Regions from separate parts of the Danio rerio genome. Here region 1 is linked to region 2. A link is a contact called in public Micro-C data. All regions are on one chromosome and are shown on one strand. The core of a region is the stretch at or near the end of the contact, and the rest is flanking DNA. Distances in the headings are between cores, read along the strand shown.

Region 1 (6,731 bases), core at 1,253-3,752, 150 kb before region 2:
ATATTAACATTTAGGTACAGGACATGCACATTTAAGGGTAACTCTCTGGAAAAGACATTTATGGTTTCAAAACACAATTAATATGGATTGCTAAAGTTCAAGGGTTAGACAATAAAACTAAATCAGTGGCCAATTTAGTGTTGGCGGTTTCATGGCTAAATTTCAGACGCTGGTGACCTTCATGAGTCTTCATTCATCTTCATTCCACCAGTAAGATCAGAGTGTAAAGATTTAATTAGCAGAGTATTAACAGAGTTTTACTAAAATTGGTGAAGAACCACATCCAGCCCCCAAGAAAGTGTTCAACCCAGAACTGGGGGGATCAGTGATGATTTGGGCTGCAATATTATGGCATTGCCTAGGCCCAATACGGGTGCTAAATTTAGCATCACTGCCTAGAACTACCAACACATTCTGAAGGACCATGTGCACCCAATGGTTCAAACATTGTATCCTGAACGCGGGGGCCTGTATCAGCATGATAAAGCAGCAATACACACAGCAAGACTGGTGACATAGTGGTTTGATGAACATCGCAGTGAAGTCATCTCCCATGGCCTGCACAGTCACCAGATCTAAATAGTGTTGAGCACTTTGAGGTTTTTTAGGGGAATGAGTGAACTGGGAATGAGCAATCTCCTGGTTACCTAAACACTATTCTGCGAGAAGAATGGCTCAAAATCCTTCTGGCCACTGTGCAGGACTTTTATTTATCATTCCCGAGATGAACTGATGGTATATCATCGGCAAAAGGAGGTCTGATACCATACTAATAAATTATTAATTTGTTCATTTTCTTTTCAGTTTAGTCTCTTTATTCATTTGGGTTCGCCACAGCAGAATGAACCGCCAACTTATCCAGCATATTTTTTACGCAGCAGATGCCCTTCCATCTGCAACCCATCACTGGGAAACACTCATACACTCTCATTCATACACATACACTACGGACGATTTAACTTACCCAATTCACCTATAGTGCATGTGTTTGGACTGTGTGGGAAACCGGAGCACTTGGAGTAAACCCACGCCAACACAGGGAGAACATGCAAAGTGCTACCCACTGCGCCACCATGCCGTCCCTCTAATGAATTATTGTGCTCTCAGGACTTTCAGTTTCATTGTGCAACTCAAAATTAATTCATATAATATTTAAATAATAATCAGTTCTTCACAATATACACTGTTACTGTTAGACAATTCAGTTTTTTAGATCAATCTCAGCTTTACACATGCAAAAAATGAAATGTGTGGTTATGCTTAGTAAATTTGTAGATTGTGTTTAATAAGCGTGAATTAAAGAGTTTATTTTTTTTTCTAATAAATATCTAATGTTTCTCTACATTGTCACTGTTTCGTGGTCATTTCCACCACACCCTGTCATTTCCATCACAACCTGTCATTTTCATCACCACACACATTTTTAAAAAATACTTAAAGTTATTATGACACATTACAAATTTATTCACAAGTTACGAGTTCATGCTCTATTTAACATATAAATTCAGTTCATTTATTTTGTAATAAGCTTTTAACCAAATAATATTTTAGAGTGTGACAAATGTAGGCTACAATTCAACATTTGGTCCTAATGGACTAATTTATTTCATTGAGAAATGTATAACTATTGTACATTGTGGAAAGATTGGTTAAACTAGAAACAAAAATGATCTTAGACAATGTTTGACTGCCATAATTTATTTCATTTTGAAATAAAAGCTGTAGCCTATATTAAGATGTGGTGGCAATTACATTTGTTCATTTAATAATGGAAAAATGTTAAATATTAACAATTTCTTTTCATATCTCATTCTAATTATCTTCCTCCTACAGATCTTAAAACTAGACAAATTGTTTAAACTTATAAGGCAATACATTACTTTTGAACAAGTTCTTTTTACTCAACTTCACAAAGGCTAAAAATGCCCATAGTTGAAGAATTGCCCTTAAATCAAGCATCATACATAATAAGGAAACATGAGACAGGTTTATGTAACATGTTTAACAAAGGAGACAGTGGAACATGTTTTGAAAAGATGCAAAGCATGAAAATAAAAAGAGAAATCATAAAGAGGAATTGTATACCTTAGGATATCAGGATTTCACATTTAAAAGGTTTATTAAAAGATGTTCTAGATTCAGGGAGAAAATATATAGGTAAATATAGGATTCATTAAGAATAGTGGATTATAAAATAGAATTTAGAAATCCAGTGTCATGACGCTACATCACAGTAAGTGGCCATATGCACCTCAAAAGTTGGTTCGCAACTCGCCATAGAACCAAGAAGAAGAACAGTAAGGCTTGTTTTAGCTATGTTTATAACTTAACGAAAGACGCATGGTTAAGTCACAGAATTTAGTAGTTATATAAAAGAAAAAAAATAATTATTTACTTATTTTTTGATCACAATAAGAAAATATGGGTTAGATTACTCCTGATCTGCACTCCAATCCAGATGGTGGCGGTAATTCTCAAAAAAGCTGGTTGCCAACCGCCATAAAAATTACAACAAGAAGAACAGTATTGTTTTTACATCAACAGAAAACTTTACTTAAAGAAATGGGTACTTACAGACGAATAGACTGTATATTTTTCAGTGAATTTCATCCAACGTTAGGACCAAAGATCACATATCAGGTAACATCACAGAAACCTGTATTTGGGAACAGATGTATGTTTGGCTGCATGGCTTGCAAAAGAGCACAGTACGCACAGCAAGATAATGTTTATCTAGTTAACTGGCTTATCACAGCAAAGTTACGTACATGACGTTTTACTGTGATCATACTTATAAATTGACAAGTCGTAATAAGTTACGACGTCGGGTGTGTTCAGGTTCCTTTTGTCGGCAAAAAATAGTGTTATGCCTACTTTTTATAGATTACAAGAAAATATAGCAGGGTTTGTTAACTTTGCTTATCGAAAAACGAAAAGCCAAGAATTCGCATCAATTTGTCAATGAAAATCCACAAGTGTTTACTTAATATATAGCATTATATTTCTTACTGACACGCCCCCAACTCGGAAACCGTCCATTTAATTTCACTAGTGTCATGGGCAGATGCTATGTTATATAGCATTTATATACTATGTACCAGGGATCTGGAACCTTTTTTCAGCAAAGAGAAATTTCTGATTTTTTTTTAATCAAGTGTTTTTTAAAGGAGCCATTGGGGGTGTGTATATAACAAAACCTTTATTTATTAATAAACAAAACCTTTATTTATGTTCATGCACAACGCAAAAATAAACAAATGTAACGCATCACAATGTATGAACAAAGTGAATTTATTGATTTTTTATTTCTTTTTGCCATCGCCACTAATGAATGTTGTTTGAATTTACATACGGGAGGTTACAATAGAAATGTAAGTTTCTAGCCCTTTATTGGTGTCACGATTCAAATTAAATCACAGCATCACATATGTGCATTGGTTAAAAAGTCATTTTATTGTAAACTGAGTTCATATTCATTTCGCTGTAGAAAACACAATAAAAATGGAATTGTACTTGTACTTTCAACAGGAAACAAATTTCTAGTGAATTTTTTTTAACTTTAAAATATTATTGAAGAGAGACAGCTGGAGAGCCACATGTTTTTGGTCAAAGTGCCACATGTGGCTATATAGGTTTCCTACCTCTGCTATATACCATTGTGCTTATGTAGAACCACTCAATCAGGACTCAGGTGTCAGTTTTTCAGCTCCTTGGAAACGGTTCTTCATACCTTGCTTAAATGATCCTGATGATCAATAAGTTTTTTTTTTTTTAAGTCTTGATTTTTTTACATTTTATGTTCATAAATAAGATACACTTATATATAATGTAATGGTAGTAAAAAAATAAAAAATAAAGTTGACATAAAAAAAAATGTGCAGCACCCATGTGAACGTCTTAAACATTTTATTTGACAAATGCTAACAAGTACATACCAACTTCATCTGCAGTAAAGATACAAAGCAACACGTTCTGTTAAAAGTTGAAATTTTTTTAGTTTTTTCAAATCTCACTGATCAGTACATTTTTTTGGAAGCTAGATGTTTTGCCTAGAATGCAGACAACAGAAAACCATAGTCACCATAATCACCGTCTTACCATATATTGTTAGTAAATACACAGCTGAGTGGGTGAATTCTCTATGGAGAGTTCTGTGTAGGCGGAAGTAAGGATACACAGTGTGGAGTCAAACTGGACACCACGTAACGTCATGTGAAAAGGGTCTAAAACAGCATTGTACATTTAACTCCAACACTTGAATGCACCATTCATTCATTCATATATATATATATATATATATATATATATATATATATATATATATATATATATATATATATATATATATATATATATATATATATATACTTTTTTATGCTTATATCTTTTGAAAATATATATTAAAGTTATTTTACCTTGTTTTTCTTTCTCTATTTTTGATTGAAGGTTCCGGAGGAGTATATTTCAAGGGAACTCTTTGATACTGTACAGGTGTACATCATTACCAAACCTGAACTGCAGAACAAACTCATAACAGTGTACGTACAGAACTTCATCATAACAATTGATCTAATTGTTGCAGTGTTTCTTTGTTTAATATCATTTGTTTTTAGAACCATTGTTTTAGACCAAGCAGAATTCTTCCAGCTATGCTTTAAAATGTGCATTTAAAATTACTTAAATTGCCAAACATTTTGATTTGGAAAGTGGGTTTTTAATAGTGCTGAGCACAAATTAATCGCATCCAATATAAAGGTTTGTGACATAATATATGTGTGTGTACTACTGTGTATAATTTTTATGTATATATATATAAAAATAGATGCATGCATATATTTGAGAAAATGATAAATTATATTTAGATATTAAATAAATGTATATGATACAAAGGATATAAAAATTTAAATACAGTTTCAAGAAACAGTATGTGAACCCTTTGAGATTTTTTGGGTTCCTGCATAAATGAAATTAAATTTACACTAGTCCAACACATTAGTGTGGTTAAACTAATTCCACACAAATATTATGTGTTTTTATTGGACACAACATGTAAACATTTACAGTGCAGGGTAGAAAAAGGATGTGAATCTTCGGATTTAATAACTGGTTGACCCTTCTTTGGCAGCAATAATCTCAACCAAACATTTCCTGTAGTTTTAGATCAGACCTACACCTCCTGTTCAGGAAGGATTTTGGACCATTTCTTTTTACAAAACTGTTTCAGTTCAGCAATATACTTGGGATTTCTGGTGTGAATCACTCTCTTGAGGTCATGCCACTGTATTTTAAATGGGTTGAGGTCAGCATGCTGACTGGGCCAGTCCATTCTTTTGTTAAAGTCATTCTATTGTTGATTTACTTTTATCCTTTGGATTGTTGTCTTGTTGCATCACCTATCCTCTGTTAAGCTTCAGTAGGAGGACAGATGGTCTTACGTTTTCCTGAAAAATGCCTTGATAAAGTTTGGGATTAATTTTTCCAACACAGATGAAGAAAACGCACACACATACACAAACAATACTAAACTACTTCTAGGCTGTCTTGCTCTCCAGCAGGCATCTTATCAGGATAAATCCTGGAAGAAGATTCTGAGGAAAAAACTAACTTGACACACAGAAAAAGCAATGACACATCTGGTCATCATATAATCTAGGCCCTTAAACACAAATTCAACTTTTGATATTGGACAGATATCTGCAACTTTTGCAAAACACTGGCATATTAGCTTTCTTAATGTGCGCATCTCCCTTAAGTTAGGCCTATTATTAAAAAAAATATATATATATACACACACACACACACACACACACACACATATATATATATATATATATATATATATATATATATATATATATATATATATATATATATATATATATATATATATTTTTTTTTTTTTTTTTTTTATATATATTTATATACACACACACACACACACACACACACACAGTTGAAGTCAGAATTATTAGCCCCCTTTTGTTTTTTGTTTTTTTTTTTATATTTCCCAAATTATGTTTAACAGAGCAAGGAAATTTTCACAGTATGTCTGATAATATTATTTTCTTCTGGAGAAAGTCTTATTTGTTTCATTTCGGCTAGAATAAAAGCAGTTTTTAATTTTTTAAAAACAATTTTGGGAAAAAATTATTATCCCCTTTTAGCTAATTTGTTTTCTGATAGTCTACAGAACAAACCATCGATATACAATAACCTGCCTAATTACCCTAACCTGTCTAGTTCACCTTATTAACCTAGCCTTTAAATGTCACTTTAAGCTGTACAGAAGTGTTTTGAAAAATATCTAGTCAAATATTATTTACTGTCATCGTGACAAAGATGAAATAAATCAGTTTTTAGAAATAGGTTTCTAAAACTATTATGCTTAGAAATGTGCTGAAACAATCTTCCCTCCATTAAACAGAAATTGGGGAAAAAAAATAAACAGTGGCTCTAATAGGTCAGAGGGGCTAATTCTGACTACAACTGTGTCTGTGTGTATTTTGCCTATAGACCTACATAATCACTAATAATGTTCTCTTTAAACACTTAATAGGGGCAGAACACCCCATGACACGTTTTGTATCTTTGTTTCGTTGTGTAGGTTACACAAGTGTTTTTTTTTTTTTTTTTTTAATCAGATTTAAAAAAGAATTTTTTTATATATATTTTTTTTTACTGTTTTGCTATTTTCTTAAAAAGATAATACAGTATAGGCTATATAACTTATA
Region 2 (6,713 bases), core at 87-2,586:
CTCCACAGAAATAGCAAAAAACGTCCGCATGTTCCCTCTTGCCCTACTCATTCATGCCAAATTTATGATCATTGCATTACAGACGGGATGTGCATGAATCTAATGCATGTGCTGCAGTGGTACAGTTGACTACAGTAATTCCAGCTATCCTTTCATGATATTCTGCAAAGAGGAATCTATACGCAATATCTAGATTAGCAATACTTAATATTATATTTATTTTACAGCAGATTTAGCTCTAAGTTTTTTCCATGCCATGCGGTTAATAACCCCAGTTAAAATACACCTTAATGTTCATGTATTCACAGTTCATAAGAGCAAAGTCATTATTTCAAGCTTTTGATAAATCACAACTTCAACTTTTTAAGTCATCGTTTTTCTCAGAGAACAGAAATGGGAATTCCATACACGCCAGCTTCCATTAACCATATTTGATCATTTTATAATGAAGTTTAATAAAACCGATTAAAACAATTTAGGACGTTTTTCCACCAGAAATGTAACGTTAATCAAGTAAAAACAGTCCGTTTCAAAATTACAGAAACGAAACTTTAGTAAATTGATGAAACTTACCTGACTCATGTGATGTACTTCTGGGTTTTCATTGTAGAAGTTCTTCTCAAACTTGGGTAGTTGGTCCAGGTCCCATTTCTTTTTCCTCAGCCGATCTCCCGGATTCCCAAACTTCTTCGGTGGGGGTGGGACAGCTCGACTAGAACCAAAGCGAGGCCTGTGGAAGATTCACGTCTTTTACCTCGAGTCATTTTCCTTCCAGTTATGAGCACCGTTTCAGAATAGTGTAAAACCAGTAGCTAAATTTGTTAACTTGGACATTGTACATCACATATCCATAAAAATGGCATTAATACATTGTAAACACACATGGACAAACAAGTTCCAATAAACAAAGGCCCACCCTCTATCCCGTCCTCGATCTCTGTCTCTGTCTCCATATGAGGAACTTCCTCTCATTTTTTACCTTGTCGTCAGGTAATGTTAAAGCTGAATAAAAAAGCTTTTTTTCCGAGTAAGTTACTGCACAAAAAAAAAGTAAGTTATCGTTATCTAGTTTGTAAAAAATGTTTTTTTTCTAATAATCGGTCGTGATATGTTTAATTACACAAATATAGTATGCGGATTGTCCATTAAACTGTTTACGGCCGCATGAAAACTAAGCTTCTACAATCAAACGCGCAAAAATACATCAGCGTTGTGCCAAAACAACAACAACATCTCAGTGCGGCCATGTACTTAAAATGTCGTCTATCTCTAGGCAAGTATGTGTCCGCCCCGTTTAATTTCGTTACTTTTAGCACGTAAGCCTCTATCGAGAGTGTATGAATAACGCAACTAAAAAGGCGTAGTCTGGTAAAGAATTCGCGTAGGGCCGTAAAACCGGAAGTCGCCTCCCTGAGTAACACAATTTACATTAAATAGTATTTTAAACGATGAACCATGCACAGATGCAGGCAAACAAACCAGTGCACTCGTGGAATTGATCAGAAATAAATAGACAGACTTTTGAAATAGAAGTTTGATAGACAGAATATAGCCAGTATGTAAAAAAAACAGGATCAGTTGTCTTCAAACTCCATTACAGTAGGCGGCGATGTGGCATTTAAACTTGGTTCGCAACCCACCATTTAATGCATAGAAGAAGAGCTTATATTCGCCCAATCAACGTTACATCAAGTAACCTTTTTGATGCAATAACAAAGCCATTGTAATGTATATGAAACAGACAAATATACTGTATAAAAACCATACACATATTTTTTACAAAAGGGGAAAATACATTACATTTATTAGGACATCAAATAATTGTTTGATGATACATCTTACTCCATCCGACACATATCTTGCAAAAGACGTGTTGACAAGAGACGATCCAAAGGGTGTTTAGTGGGTGTAAAGGTACAAACTAATGTACAAGCACTGCGACGAAAGCACACCTCCGTGGTCTTGTTAAGAAGATTCAAAAGTGCATTCAAATATAAGTTTTTCGAACCCTACACCCGTCATCCCTCAAAACACTTTGAATGGATTCAGGCATGATGAGCACCACTTGCTTATGAATGAAAAGCAGCGTCGAAAACACTTTCGGAGGTTGCAGCCTTGGAAACGCTATCATTGCGCTACCTGCTGGCAGATTTAGAATTTTCATCGCCAAAATGAAAAGACTCAAAGTTGTTTATTTTCATATGCACAGTAGGGACGGGTACAATGAAATTCTTACTCAAACTTATACATGAACAAGGAGATGTAAAATAGTTATTTCTCTTGCAAGTTTACTTATATTGAGAAAATGTGGGTTTGCATGAAATCAATGGATACAACCAAAGAAAAGCAAAAAATTATTGTAGTTTATCTTTAAAAAAAGTTGTCACAATGCAGCAAAAATATCACTTATTTGTTTGTCTAAAAGAGAATACATGGGACAAATTCAGCAAGAAATGGAGACAAATATAAAGGAGGTTTAAGCCATTTTTGCTTATAAAAATGAATTTACATGTCACTCACTAAAGCCAGACTGTGTTTGCTTAAAAAATAAAATCAGTGTCTTAAAAACTGCTCTTGCTACACACAGTACATGCTGAATCTTTTTTTTTGGATCACAATTGAAAAGCAGTGGTTGCTACTATTTTAAATGAAAGAGTACATGCAAATCTTCATTTGTTTATAAAAAGAGATTTTTTTTGAGTAACTTGTTTGATTTTAGGTTTGATTTAAAATGTTGTCTTCAATCTCATTTTGTTAAAAGTGAAATCCACTTCTGCTGGGGAAGCTGGGGTCCGAATTCTTATGAAGTTGTGGTGTGATAAAGGGTCTGAGAGGCCATTTGAGTACAGTGAACTCATAGTCATTTTCAAAAAACAAGTCTGAGATAATTCACGCTTTATGACATGGCGCATTATCCTGCTGAAAGTAGCCATCAGAAGATGGGTACACTGTGGTCATTAAGGGATGGACATGTCTGCAACAATACTCAGGTAGGCTGTGGCATTTAACACGATGCTCAATTGGTACTAATTGTCCCAAGGTGTGCCAAGAAAATATTCCCTACACCATTACACCACTACCAGCAGGCTGAACCATTGATACAAGGCAGAATAGGTGCCTGATTTCATGTTGTTGATGCCAAATTCTGACCCTACCATCTGTATGTTGTAGCAGAAATAGAGACTCATCAGACCAGGCAACATTTTTCCAATTTTGGTGAGCCTGTGCAAAGTGTAGCCTCAGTTTACTGTACTTAGCTGACAGGAGTTGTCATCCGGTGTGGTTTTCTGCTGCTGTAGCCCATTTGCCTCAAGGTACGATGTGCTGTGCTTTCATAGATGCTCTACTGCATACCTCGGTTGTAATGAGTGGTTATTTGAGTTATTGTTGCCTTTCTATCAGCTCAAACCAGTCTAGCCATTCATCTCTGACATTAACAAGGCATTTGCAACCACAGAACTGCTCTCACTAAATTTTTTTATTTTTCGGACCATTCTCTGTAAACCCTAGAGATGGTTGTGTGTGAAAATTTAATTAGATCAGCAGTTTCTAAAATACTCAGACCAGCCTGTCTGGAACCAACAAAAGTACCATGTTCAAAGTCACTTAACTTCCCATTCTTCTCTATGCTGATGCTCGGTTTAAACTGCAGCAGATTGTCTTGACAATGTCTACATGCCTAAATGCATTGAGTTGGCTAATTAAAATTTGCATTAACAAGCAGGTGGACCTGTGTAGCTAATAAAGTATATATATATTATTGTATAATTGTACAACACAAATGCACAAGAACAAAACACTCTAAATAGACTCTAAGACTAAAGAGACTAAAGAAATATTCTAAAGAAAATTGTAAGACAATACTGGATTGATTTTTCTTTATTTATTTAAAATTTTTTGCACTTCCTTGGAATATGTTCATCTGTTTACAAGGAAGAAATTAAAAAAGTTCTGGTTTCTAAAAACTGTATAAAATACAGTTCAGTTATTACAATTCAATCCAAAAATATCAGTGCAGTGAAGGACAACGGGTCAAATAGGTTTACCCAAAACTTTTCACAGTCTCTTAACCTAAGCAAGTGATCTGCAAACAATATAAAGTGAAACAACATCCATTATAACTGATAAAGTCTCATGCATGGTCCTTGAATTTCTCCAATATTATAAACAGCAAGACATTTACAGGTATGATGCAAAACTAGAAAAACACAAGATTTCATTTTTTTAATTGTCTCAAGAAATGGAATTCATTCATTCATTCATAGATATATGTAATGATTAAGTTTACTTGACAATTTATTGAAGGTCAAGCTGAAGTGCCACTTCAGAGCATTAAAATACCGTAATCTTTACTATACGTCCAGTGTTTTGTCAGTTAGTATTCCACTGTGACACATTTAGTCTTCAGATACTCATTCAGAGCTTCTTGACCTGTATGGAAAAGACACCCCGTGTTATACAAAAACTCCTTTCTTACAAGTTAACAAATGACTGAAATCTAGTTTAGTAACCACACATTGAACTGTTAGATGTATGTGCATTTAAATGAATTCACCAGGTATTATGTCTTACCCAAATCTTTGCCAAAGCCAGATTGTTTGAAGCCACCAAAAGGAGCTGCCACATCCGTCTTGTTGTACGTGTTGATGAACACAGTGCCAGCCTGAAGCTTTTCACTCACATAGAGAGCCTTACTAATGTCACGTGTAAACACACCTGATGCTAAGCCAAATTCTGTAGCATTAGCCCTCTGCAGCACCTTGTCAACTTCTCTGAATCAAGAAAAATGAGAAATATCCGATTTAGATTCTTACTAAATTGTAACAATTCAAAAAAATCATTGCAATGTACACATTTAAATTGCTGGCTTTATATACAGCTGAAGTTCTCTGAAGTTTTCTTTTTTAAATATTTCCCAAATGATGTTTAACAAAGCATAGAATTTTTCACAGTATATCTTACAATATATTTTCTTCTGGAGAAAGTCTTATTTGTTTTATTTTGGCTAGAATGAAAGTAGTTTTGAATTTTAAATCAACTTTACCTTTGTTTTTTGATTGTCTACAGAACAAACCATCATTATACAATGATTTGCCTAATTTACAGTTTTTCTCCATTGGTGTGGCTCATTTCGGGAAACAGAAATTACATTCTCAAAACAGCATGGACAAGCCTCCACACCACTTGCCAATTGTTCATAATAGACTTGAATTTCTCATTCATTTCATCAAATGGCAACAGTCTAAGTACATCTTTGCTATTGATTAAGTAAAGATACATTTTGAACAATTTCCAATTGAATAGATCTTGTTGATCCAAAACTGATTGTTAATTCTCAGTCTAATGAGTGTACTCTCCAAAATGTGTCAGCCTCATTTCATTGTATAAGTCATCACATGCACAATAGTCTGTTCAATTGTCAAAATTAGTCAAGACCATAATACCACGAATACCATATAGTAGGTGAATCCTTGGAACATTTGATAACAATTTATTACAGCTATTTATTCTTTTTTGCTCTGATATATGGAAGTTACTTTGTGTGGTTGATCATTACAATAAAAAAAGGAGTTACCATCTCCTTGACAGCCAGGAACTATGTTTCTAACTACAGTTTCAGAGGTGTAGTTGCAGGCATACAAGTTTTTGAATGTTCATTGGAACGATGAATTTGGGAAACGGCAAATCAATGAAAGTTTGTGTGCAATGTGTGATGTCAAACCTTGTAGGCTACTCTTACACTAAAATCCTATTTCTTTTTTCAGTCATATGCACAAGTGTATTCTGTTAGACAAAAACAGTACAGTAACCATTGCCAATAAAGGATTGGGCTAAGACTGTAAGGTGGACATGAGGAATATTTTAGAGGTCCTGTGCCATAATGACAAAACATCTAAACATTTTGACTTTCGGGGCTTACACAATGCTAAAGGGATGAAGCATTTTGGGGGCACTGACTGTTTAAATGAGAAGGAAATTTAGTTTCGACACATGAGTGAACTATTTTGGGAAAGGTATGAGCTTTTGTAAGTGAGCTATAGTGTTGTGCTAAACTGTAACACTGTTTTGCCAAATGATCTTAGAATTTTGAGAATGTAATTTCTGTTTCAAGAAATGAGTCAAACCAATGGAGAAAAACTGTAAGTTACACTTTAAGCTGAATACTAGTATCTTGAAAAAAAACAAACTAGTAAAATATTATGTACAGTCATCATGGCAAAGATAAATGAAATCAGTTAATAGAAATTAGTTGTCATTTAGAATCAGAAATTGGGGCAATATATACAAGGGGGCCTATAAGTCAGGAGACTTCAACTGTATATTGTATATTTAACTGTATACTGTATATATGATCAGCAGTTTTAAGATAATGGTAAATATTTTCAACCAACCCATTGCTGAATTTGGAGATGATCATGACAGGCCCAAAAGACTCCTCGACAGCGATATACATGTGATCCTGCACATCAGTGAAAACAGTTGGTTCAAAGAAGAAACCTATAGATATAGAAAAAGTAAACAGCGTTGAACCGTTGTTGCCCTGCAAAGAGTAATTCTAATACTGACGAAGTCCTCTCACCTGGACGCTCCACTTGTTTTCCTCCACACACTAATTTTGCTCCTTCTTTGACCCCCTTTTCGCAGTATTCCACCAGTTTGTCCAGATGAGCTTTGTGGTTTTGGGGACCGTGGTCTGTGGAACGGTCCAGAGG

What was found. Hi-C and Micro-C count contacts between places; a contact is called where the count stands out from the background.
Region 1: a contact with region 2 is called in a Micro-C map of caudal fin, with 5 times the contacts expected there. The contact joins the promoter of nprl2 here to the promoter of ddx17 in region 2. A contact is called at or near these places in 1 of 18 Hi-C or Micro-C datasets (caudal fin) and 2 of 4 datasets of contacts at active chromatin or transcription factors (embryo and gastrula embryo).

What each region holds. Positions count from the first base shown.
Region 1 is chr6:20,691,646-20,698,376 of GRCz12tu, reverse strand. It overlaps nprl2 (NPR2 like, GATOR1 complex subunit), which reads left to right and starts at 2,502. Exons shown (of 11, transcript NM_001045847.2): 1 at 2,502-2,640; 2 at 4,447-4,538. The coding sequence starts at 2,563.
Region 2 is chr6:20,538,641-20,545,353 of GRCz12tu, reverse strand. It overlaps ddx17 (DEAD-box helicase 17), which reads right to left and starts at 1,336. Exons shown (of 13, transcript NM_001326391.1): 1 at 917-1,336; 2 at 574-730. The coding sequence starts at 972. aldh1l1 (aldehyde dehydrogenase 1 family, member L1) reads right to left here. Exons shown (of 23, transcript NM_001198772.1): 20 at 6,581-6,713; 21 at 6,393-6,498; 22 at 4,573-4,772; 23 at 4,376-4,431. The coding sequence ends at 4,376.